Regions from separate parts of the Ovis aries genome. Here region 2 is linked to region 1. Evidence: chromatin contacts called from public Hi-C data. All regions are on one chromosome and are shown on one strand. Each heading gives the region's core, a stretch centred on a gene start, on an enhancer-like site or on the middle of the called end of the contact. The rest is flanking DNA. Distances are from core to core; before and after follow the strand shown.

Region 1 (4,857 bases), core at 1,380-3,879:
AATACTGGAGTGGGTTGCCATGCCCTCCTCCACGGGATCGTCCCGACCCAGGGACTGAACCCAGGTCTCTTGCATGGCAGGTGGATTCTTTACTGTTTAAGCCACCAGGGAAGCCCATGGATACATATAGTATCCTCACTACAAGAGTGGAAAGAATACAGAAAAGTACCTCAGCTGGGTTCTAGTTCAATTCTTGGTATGTACACATCCTGCTAACTCTTTCTACCTTCAGTTTTCTGGCAAGGAAGAACAAGAAGAGAAGGAATTATGGGTGGCCCTATCTTTTTAAAAAATATTTACTTATTTATTTGGTTGCACTGGGTCTTAGCTGAGGCATGCAGGATCTAGTTCCCTGATCAGGAACAAACCTGGGCCCCTGCATTGGGAATGCACAGGCTTAGCCACTGGACTGCCAAGAAGTCCCTAGATGGCCCTAACTTACCTTTCTTTCCATGCCATCATTTTCACCCTATGTGATTTGCTGTAATTATATAGAGAAAAAAATAAGAAAGGGCATAATAGATTTCCCTGGTCTTTTTATGTTTCTGAGAATGCCAGTGCCATCTTTTGACATTCCAAGCAAATCCTAGTTCTAGGGGGCTGTTATCCCCACCTAAGTAGTCATAATAAATGTAATTCGCTCACCTTGTACTTGCTTTAAGTCTCATTGAACCCCCATACATCAGGGGTCTGCAGGAATTCTGTGCTCACACGGCACTGTGAACACTACATGAATGGAATGGGGTTACGGGGAAAGAGGGCAAACACATGTTGCCCATCACACCTCTGTTCACACGCATGCTCCACTGTCCTAGAAACTTAATTTACAAGTTCAAAGACAAAATATTGGAGAATTTCAAGACGGTACTTGCAGAACCAAGCATGGTGCCATGAGAAGGCTTCTGTGCCCGCACAAGTCACAAGCCCATGAAGTCAGCCTAAGGACGGTCTTTTTTTTCTTTTTAATGGAGAAAGGGAGAAAGCTCTTAATCCTATACGATAATGGCTCGCTAAGCGTCAGGAACATTGAAAATACAGCCTAGAAAAGAAAAATCATATTTGAAATTACACACATTTTATTACATAGCAGTGACAATGTTGGCTAGGCTGATTATCAAATAGAAATTATAAGCATATAAACCTTTTAAGAATGATGTCAGTGCTAAACACAGCTACTTCCCCTGGACCCATTTCAAAGATCCATCTGTGTACAGACCAGCTTTTCCTTGAGTTCCCTGCCACTCTGAGGGGACAGTCACAGTCCCTTAGGCTTGCTTTATGGATATGTGTTACAATCCAAGGACCAAGCCAGGAACAATGAAAGGTGTTAACTGTGGATGTGAAAGGTTATGACTTTCTGTTTCTACTCTTCCTTTGCATTTAGCACTTACAGAAAAAATAAAACAGAACTGCGGTACAAGAAGGAAGCTGTCAGAAACTTTTGTCTGCGTTTTCCTACTTTTCGGAATGTGCGTTTGACCTTTTCTGCCGTGGAGTGGGCAGGGCTGCTTCTTCGCTGAGTGTGCGGTGCATGCTCAGTTGCTCAGTCATGTCCAACTCTTTTACGACCCAATGGATTGTAGCCCGCCAGGCTCCTCTGTCCATGGGATTTCCCAGGCAAGAATACTGGAGTGAGTTGCTATTTCCTTCTGCAGGGGATCTTCCCAACCCATATCTCTTAGGTCTCCTGCGTTGGCAGGCGGGTTCTTTACCGCTGCACCACTGGGGAAGCCTGAATAATTAGTGTGTGTGTGTGTTAGTCGCTCAGTTGTGTCCAACTCTTTGTGACCCCGTGCACTGTAGCCCTCTGCAGGCTCCTCTGTCCATGGGGTTCTCCAGGCAAGAATACTGGAGTGGGTTGCCATTTCCTTCGCAGGGGATCTTCCTGACTAGGGATCAAGCCCATGTCTCCTGCATCTCCTAAATTAGCAGGTGAATTCTTTACCACTTGAGCCACCTGGTAAGTCCCTATTTCTGTGTGCTAGCTGTGTTTAAGGCTGGTTACAGCTACATGTTCTGGGCCATGCAAGCAGGACAAGGAATTATGAGCAGCTGCTATGGACTAGGCTAAGCAGACTCCTTCAGGGGATGGCTAAGCAACGAACTGAAAGCGGAGACTTGACAGTTTATCTGCCTGCTGAGCACTCAACAGAGGCAAAAGGTGAGTCTGAAAAGAGGGGGCAGTAAGCCCCTAGGCAAATTGCCAGGATCAAGAGTCCCAGAGATTTCTCACAAGTCTCAAGACACCAATAACTGTTTTTATGTGTCTTATATTCTCATCTGTGCCTTTTTAATAGGCAGGAAGTTCCCTTTATCATCTTGGTTGTTGCTGTTATTTAGATGCTAAGTTGTGTCCAACTCTTTGCAACCCCATGGACTATAGTCCACCAGGATCCTCTGCCCATGGAAATTCCCAGGCAAGAATACTGGAGTGGGATGCCATTTCCTTCTCCAGGGGATCTTCCTGACCCAAGGATTTAACCCACGTCTCCTGCATTGGCTGGTACATTCTTTAACGCTGAGCCACCAGGGAAGCCTTACCATCTCGACAAATGTATTTATGCACTCTTCATTCTTTGGGGGATGAAGTGGCTAAGTACGTCAGAAGTAGATGAGTGTAGCTAAGGGTTGAAAACATCTGCTCTTAAATGTCACGAGACCTTAGTGAATAGAACAAAGGATGTGTGATCAGAGGTCAGATGAAGACAGAAGCCTGGATGACTCATTTGGCCCGGGTGATCGAGATTGCTAGATGTCCTCTAATGCCCGGCTCCTAACTCCCAGGGTGATAAAAAGCCTGGTTTTCAGTTGAGCACATGGTTACTCCAAATGGAGACTTTCTACGTGCAGTCACGTGGCTAGGTTCTGGTCAGTGATGTGAAAAACTGCCCTTCCCTTCTTTGTCTTCTCCTCTGTCTTGCTGCCTAAAATGCAGAATCTGTTGTCTTAGACCTGAGAAGGGTCATGGTCTGGGGTTGGGAGAGCAGTGAGATGGAAGGAGTGTGACTCCCTGAGGACTTTGGGGTGGAGCCTCCTTTCAGCTCTGGACTGCTCACCAAATACTTTTGATCTTATTTAAGCCATTGTTATTTAGGCATTTTGCCACTCACAGTTAAACCTAATGCTACTGATGCAAAGTATTACTGCAAACTTATCCTGGCTGCACTTCTTCTAGACAGACGGGCTAACTTATAGGACTTTATACTCAGACTCAAAGATCTGCTTTTTCATACTCCCATCATTATAACACAGCCAAAAGCCCTTTATACAATATGTATCCTTTGGCATGTCAAAATCTCATGCAGAGAGCCTATAACTAGGGGCTTAGAAGTCAGAGCAAAAAATTAGCAATACACAAAGTGCATTAGAAGAGTTGACTCATTGGAAAAGACTTGATGCTGGGAGGGATTGGGAGCAGGAGGAAAAGGGGACGACAGAGGATGAGATGGCTGGATGGCATCACTGACTCGATGGACTTGAGTCTGAGAGAACTCCGGAAGTTGGTGATGGACAGGGAGGCCTGGCGTGCTTCAATTCATGGGGTCGCAAAGAGTTGGACACGACTGAGCAACTGAACTGAACTGAACCTTTAGAACCCTACTCAACATGGCTGCCAGCCCTCAGGAGCAGTTGAATTGAGACTGGCATGATGGTTAAGTGGAAGCATGTGGCTAGTGTAGAGAGTGACAGGTATATTTGGAAGGTTGAGCCAAGAGGATCTCCTGAGTGACTGGATATGGTCTGTAGGAGCAAGAGAGGAACCAACACTGACCTGGCTTCCCAGGGACTGCTCTTATTGATGTGCAGGGGGCTCTCTTTTTATCATCCTCTATTTAAGCAACCTAGCAGATTCATCTGTCTGCCAGCCTCCTGCAAAACCACGCTGGCTGATGCACAAGACACTCGATCTTGGCAACCAACAGGCTACTCTTTGGAGCACCCCTCCATCACAACCCCCAACTCCACTCCCATCAACTGAGTTGTATGTTTGCTTAGACTGACTGACTTCATTCAAAAATCATATTTCCATGGTATCTTTAATAACAGATTAAGTATAATGTAAAATGAATTTGAAAACAAAGAATTTAAGGCTTTGAAAGTATTGATATAAATGAGTCTTAAGAATTTACTGAGTATGAGACAATTGTAAAGATAGAGGGGAAAAAAATGAAAATCCAGAATGATTATGTTGTCAGACTACATGGCAAATATTTTTTAACTTCTTCCTCTAAAGAAATCAGAGCCTGAGAATTCCCTGGTGGAACAGTGATTAGGAATCGGTACTTTCACTGCCAGGTCAGGTTTGGTCCCTGGTGGGGGAACCAAGATCTGGTAAGTCACACTGCACAGCCAAAAAGAAAGAAATCAGACCTACAGATCACCTTCCCACAGGTGTGGTTAATGCTAGACCAGCACGCACATGCTCAAGGAAGGGCCTTAGCTTTCTGGCAAAGGTTGACAACGGATATGTGCAACGGATGTTTACAGAATATATTGGATTCTCTGTTCTATCCAGTTTTCCCCCCAGTAAGCTGGCACAGTGATAGATCACATAAATAAATAGATCACATTGAAGATGACTGTTTTCACTGCATTGTTATTGATAATTTACATATTCTGAAAATGTTTATGTGCAAAACATGCTTTTTCTTGAACTATATTCTATTTTTCCATTCTGATGAATATCAGGCAGCACTAGTTTCTGGGGTTTGGTTTCTAATGTGTCTTGTGAAGAATGAACTCACTTTGACTTAAAAATCAACCTTTATAATTAGAATATATAGCTCGAGGACCCATGAGCAATCACAAAGCATGCACAGACTTTAAAAACTATGTAACTTTTTCACTAAATAAGTC
Region 2 (4,857 bases), core at 688-3,187, 54 kb after region 1:
CTAACTCCTTCAAATTCCCTCTCTGAAATTCTTCCCTGAGTTCCTCCTTCTTGATAAATGTATCAGTGCTTCAGTCGTGATGAAATGTTTGCTGAGGGACATCTGGGTGTATCAGGTCGCAGAGGACCAATATTCTGTATCTACGTAATAGTGGATACCAATGGATGAGTTAAATTTTGGTTTCATTGAAGAGTAGGCTACTTTCTAAGTGCAATTATGCTTTCACTGATAACAGTAACTTATTTCAGTTGAAGACATATCTATCACCTCTTAAGGAGATAATTCTTGTCTGTCATTAATTAAGAAAGAGTGGGGAATTTATAACTTTTCCAAAAAACTGGAAATATTAATATCTCAATATTAATATTCTGCTGTTAGGCTAGCAAATAGATGGGGAAACAGTGGAAACAGTGTCAGACTTTATTTTTTTGGGCTCCAAAATCACTGCAGATGGTGACTGCAGCCATGAAATTAAAAGACACTTACTCCTTGGAAGAAAAGTTATGACCAACCTAGATAGCATATTCAAAAGCAGAGACATTACTTTGCCAACAAAGGTCCGTCTGATCAAGGCTATGGTTTTTCCAGTGGTCATGTATGGATGTGAGAGCTGGACTGTGAAGAAAGCTGAGTGCTGAAGAACTGATGCTTTTGAAGTGTGCTGTTGGAGAAAACTCTTGAGAGTCCTTGGACTGCAAGGAGATCCAACCAGTCCATCCTGAAGGAGATTAGCCCTGGGATTTCTTTGGAGGGAATGATGCTAAAGCTGAAACTCCAGTACTTTGGCCACCTCATGCCAAGAGCTGACTCATTGGAAAAGACTCTGATGATTGGGGATTGGGAGCAGGAGGAGAAGGGGACGACAGAGGATGAGATGGCTGGATGGCATCACTGACTCGATGGATGTGAATCTGAGTGAACTCCGGGAGTTGGTGATGGACAGGGAGGCCTGGCGTGCTGCGATTCATGGGGTCGCAAACAGTTGGACGTGACTGAGGGACTGAACTGAACTGAACTGAACTGAATGACTGAGGCTAGAAAAGATTACATAAATGTCTTCCTATCACATATATTTCATCCATTTGATTCTCAGAATAGAAAGTAAGTTTATATTTTTTAAAATTAAAAACAAAAATTTTTTGACCCCACCGCCAGGCATGCGGGATCTTAGTTCTCAAACCAGAGATAAAATTTATGTCCTCTGAAGTGGCTGGCTGGCAGTTTTAACCACTGGACCGCTAACGAAGTCCTAAGCTTACATTTTTAATTTTAAAAAAGCCCTTAAAGCTCCAGAAGAGTCTCTCCTATCACTCAATAGTCAAAGTAAGCTAGCTAGACCGCTTGGGCTTTTCCCAACAGAGCCCCTAGCGAGCCATCGCCTCCCACGCTCCCTATCAGCCCGCCCCTGTTCTCTGACCGCGTCTTCAGCCCCACCTGGACCTCCGCCTCCACCCCGCCCCCGGCCCGCCCCCGGCCCGCCCCCGGGTCGCCCCGGCCCGCCCCACCCCACCCTGCCCCCTGCCCCGCCCCGCCCCGGCCCCCGCTCCGCCCCCGGCCCGGCCCCCGGCCCCTGCTCCGCCCCCGGCCCCGCCCCCGCCCCGCCCCGCCCCTGCCCCCGCCCCGGCCCCGGCCCCTGCTCCGCCCCTGCCCCGCCCCGGCCCGGCCCCCGACCCCGCCCCGCTCCGCCCCGGGGCCGGCCCGGCCCCCGCCCCCGGCCCCCCGGCCCGGCCCCCGCCCCCGCCCCCCCCCCCCCGCCCCCCCGGCCCCCCGCCCCCCCCCCCGCCCCCGGCCCGGCCCCCCTCCTTTCTCTCTCAGTCCGTTTCCTCAGCAGTTGTTCTCTCCCTACCCCTCAGCGCGGCGCAGTGGAAAAGGCCTGCTCTGGGCCTCTCTAGCCCTCTGGAGGACTTGCCGTCTGTTTCTGGAGGCTTCCGGCGGCGGTAGGCGGGCCTGGCCTGAAGAGCCGCGCCGAGGGGGCTGCTCAGTCAGCGCGGATTTGGCTCGGGAGTTTTGGCAATGGGGCTGCAGGAGTTGTGCAGACTCATGTCGAGGTGAGTAAGCGAGCGGCTAAGGACAGCCTCGTCAGTTGCGCTTGCCGGGATGAAAAAGGTTGGGAGTGGGGACTGTCTGGCCTTGAAGTTTCTCGTCGCCTTTGGAGACGGCAGCTCTCAGACCCGACTCGCGCGGATCATCCCTCTACCCACCTCCTCCGAGTGTCGCCTTACTCCTTCTAGCACCATCCTCTCAGCATCGCCTTCGTTTTCTGCCTCTCTGACTCTTAGGCAGCCTTGACCCCCGTTCCTTTCCTTCTTTAGTTGAGGAAGTTTGGGGGACACGCAGTTTCAACTTGGAGGAATTTTGTGGCATTTTTGGTGCTGGTGACAAACATTCGTGCTTTGCTAGGTGTCTTTGTGCTCGTGGTGTGACTACTGTCACATGATTCCAGCGTTGGTATAGGTGTCTGAAACTTTGAGCCGTGTGTTGCGCACACACAGCTTGCCTTGGGGAATATGTGTGCAAACGTTTAACTTTTGAAAGTTCTGCTCAATGCCACTTGAGCTCAGCTGAGAAAATCTGGTAGCTATCACTGTAGGCAGGCAGTTAGGCTGCAGCAGTCCTGAGACCGTTTGCCTGCCCCCCCGTGCATTAAAAGGTAGCAGATGGGACCACTTGAAGGGAGAACCATTAATTTGCCTAACGGCTGAAATTTCTGGGGTTTTAAACCTTGGCGTTTGCCTTGGGGAAAAGAGATGGGAGTGGTTTTTTGATTTAAGGCTAGTTGAAATGGCAACCCACTCCAGTATCCTTGCCTTGAAAATTCCATGGATGAGGGGCCTGGGAGGCTATAGTCCATGGAGTCGCAAAGAGTTGGATACGACTGAGCGGCTTCACTTCACTTTTAGGGCTTCAGAGGGGGCTTCCCAGGCGGCGCTAGTGGTCAGAAACCCACCTGCTTGTGCAGGAGACAGAAGAGACCACGGGTTCAATACCTGGGTGGGGAAGAACTCCTGAAGGAGGAAATGGCAACCCACTCCAGTGTTCTTGCCTAGAGAATCCCATGGACAGAGAAGACTGGCGGGTTGTAGTCCATAGGGTCGCAAAGAGTCGGACACGACTAAAGCGACTTCGCATGCACAGCTTTAGAGCGATGTGTCTTGTCTTAACATTGAATCTGTGGGCCTGGGGCTTCCCATGTGCCGCTATTGGTAAAGAACCCGCCTGCCAGTGCAGGAGACATAAGAGAAGTGAGTTTGATCCCTGGGTCTGGAAGATACTCTGGAGGAGGGGATGGCAACCCACTCCAGTATTCTTGCCTGGAGAATCTGATGGGCAGAGGAGCCTGATGGGCTGATAGTCCGCAAGGTAGCAAAAAGTTGGACACGACTGAAGGGACAGCATGAATGCACGCTGAGGACCTGGTGTTCAGTATTTGCGGGGGGCGGGGCGGGGGGGGGGAATAGAAGAGTTGCTTTTGTTCTCTCTTTGTGGTTATTTTTTAAAAAATTTATTTACTTGTTTATTTTTATACCTTGAAATTATTTGTCCCTGTGGCTCTAACTAGCTCACAGAGAGACTTGGCAGATATAAAGAAAATAATCACTGCTGCTGTTTTTTTGAAGCTGTAAACAAATACCAGATTGTTTGAGAAACAAATTGGGAAGGCATATTTGTTAACAAAATTAAATGACTTGGGAAAGACTTTGTTACTCCCAGAGTTCAGGTTGGCTTTGTTCCTCCCAGTATTGCAAGGTGCACTAATTAGGCAAATCCTGGATCCGTTTGGGGGTTTTGCTCAGAGATGCATTTTCCAGGGGTAGGTCTGGTGTGGGTATTACCCTAGCAAAGCAGAGAATGGAGGCCAGTATCATCCAGTCTATCACAATGTAGTCTACAAATATACTAAGTAACAGGGTGCCACAGTTTTCTGAGAGGAAGTAGGGTCTCTGTGCTGTGGTTGACATTGTTGTCCAGTCCTTGAAGTCTGGCTACCCTTGGCTTTTCGGCCAGTGTCTTGCTTTCCTAGTACCACTGTCCACTATTTATCTTGCCCTGGTGCCAATACAGCCCTTGGAATTTGTCATCATTATTCCCCAATAAAGTACCTCTCTCTGAAGATAACTCTCAGGTTTGTATGACTAACCCTAGTTTATCCTGAGCTCCAGTACTATTCACAAACACCTGAATGTCTTCTTTGCACCTCAAATGTACATTTGAACGTAACTGCAACCCTTGTTCCACCTCTGCACTTTCAACTTCTTAGTACTGTCCATCCTTTTAGATTCCTAAAGTTATCTAACTTCTCCCATATGCTCAATCCTTATCTCTTCCTGCTCATATGAATTTGAACCCTCTTCTCATGTTCATTTTGTGGAAACTTGATTTATCTCTTGTTGTTCAGTCGCCAAGCTGTGTCTGGCTTTTTGTGACCCCCATGGACTGCAGCTCTTCAGACTTCACTGTCCTTCACCATCTCCCCGAGTTTACTCAAACTCATATCCATTGAGTTGGTGATGCCATCCAACCATCTAATCCTCTGTTGTCCCCTTTTCCTCCTACTTTCAGTCTTTCCCAGCATCAGGATCTTTTCCAGTGAGTCAGCTCTTGAATCAGGTGGCCAAAGTATTGGAGTCTCAGCTTCAGCATCAGTCCTTCCAGTGAATATTCAGGACTGATTTCCTTGAGGATGGACTGGTTTGATCTTGCAGTCCAAGAGACTCGCAAGAGTCTTCTCCAGCACTACAGATCAAAAGCATCAATTCTTTGGCACTCAGCCTTCTTTATGATACAACTCACATCCATACGTGACTGCTGATTTATCTCTTATCTCTTTGCAAGGTGAATAGTTTCTGCACATGGCTG

Evidence for each region. A called contact is a pair of places that touch in the nucleus more often than the background predicts.
Region 2: a contact with region 1 is called in a Hi-C map of mixed tissues, with 5 times the contacts expected there. The contact joins the promoter of HIBCH here to the enhancer-like site in region 1. A contact is called at or near these places in 4 of 16 Hi-C or Micro-C datasets (blood, liver, mixed tissues and 1 more).

What each region holds. Positions count from the first base shown.
Region 1 is chr2:118,932,247-118,937,103 of ARS-UI_Ramb_v3.0, forward strand. All of the region lies in intron 1 of LOC132659191 (a long non-coding RNA gene), which reads left to right. Among named protein-coding and RNA genes, the nearest start is that of INPP1, 33 kb to the right of the region's middle. Within about 2 kb of position 2,630, at least 4 of the 54 cell types and tissues checked have an H3K27ac peak or open chromatin away from gene starts, as enhancers often do.
Region 2 is chr2:118,986,452-118,991,308 of ARS-UI_Ramb_v3.0, forward strand. It overlaps HIBCH (3-hydroxyisobutyryl-CoA hydrolase), which reads left to right and starts at 1,938. Exons shown (of 15, transcript XM_060409637.1): 1 at 1,938-2,048.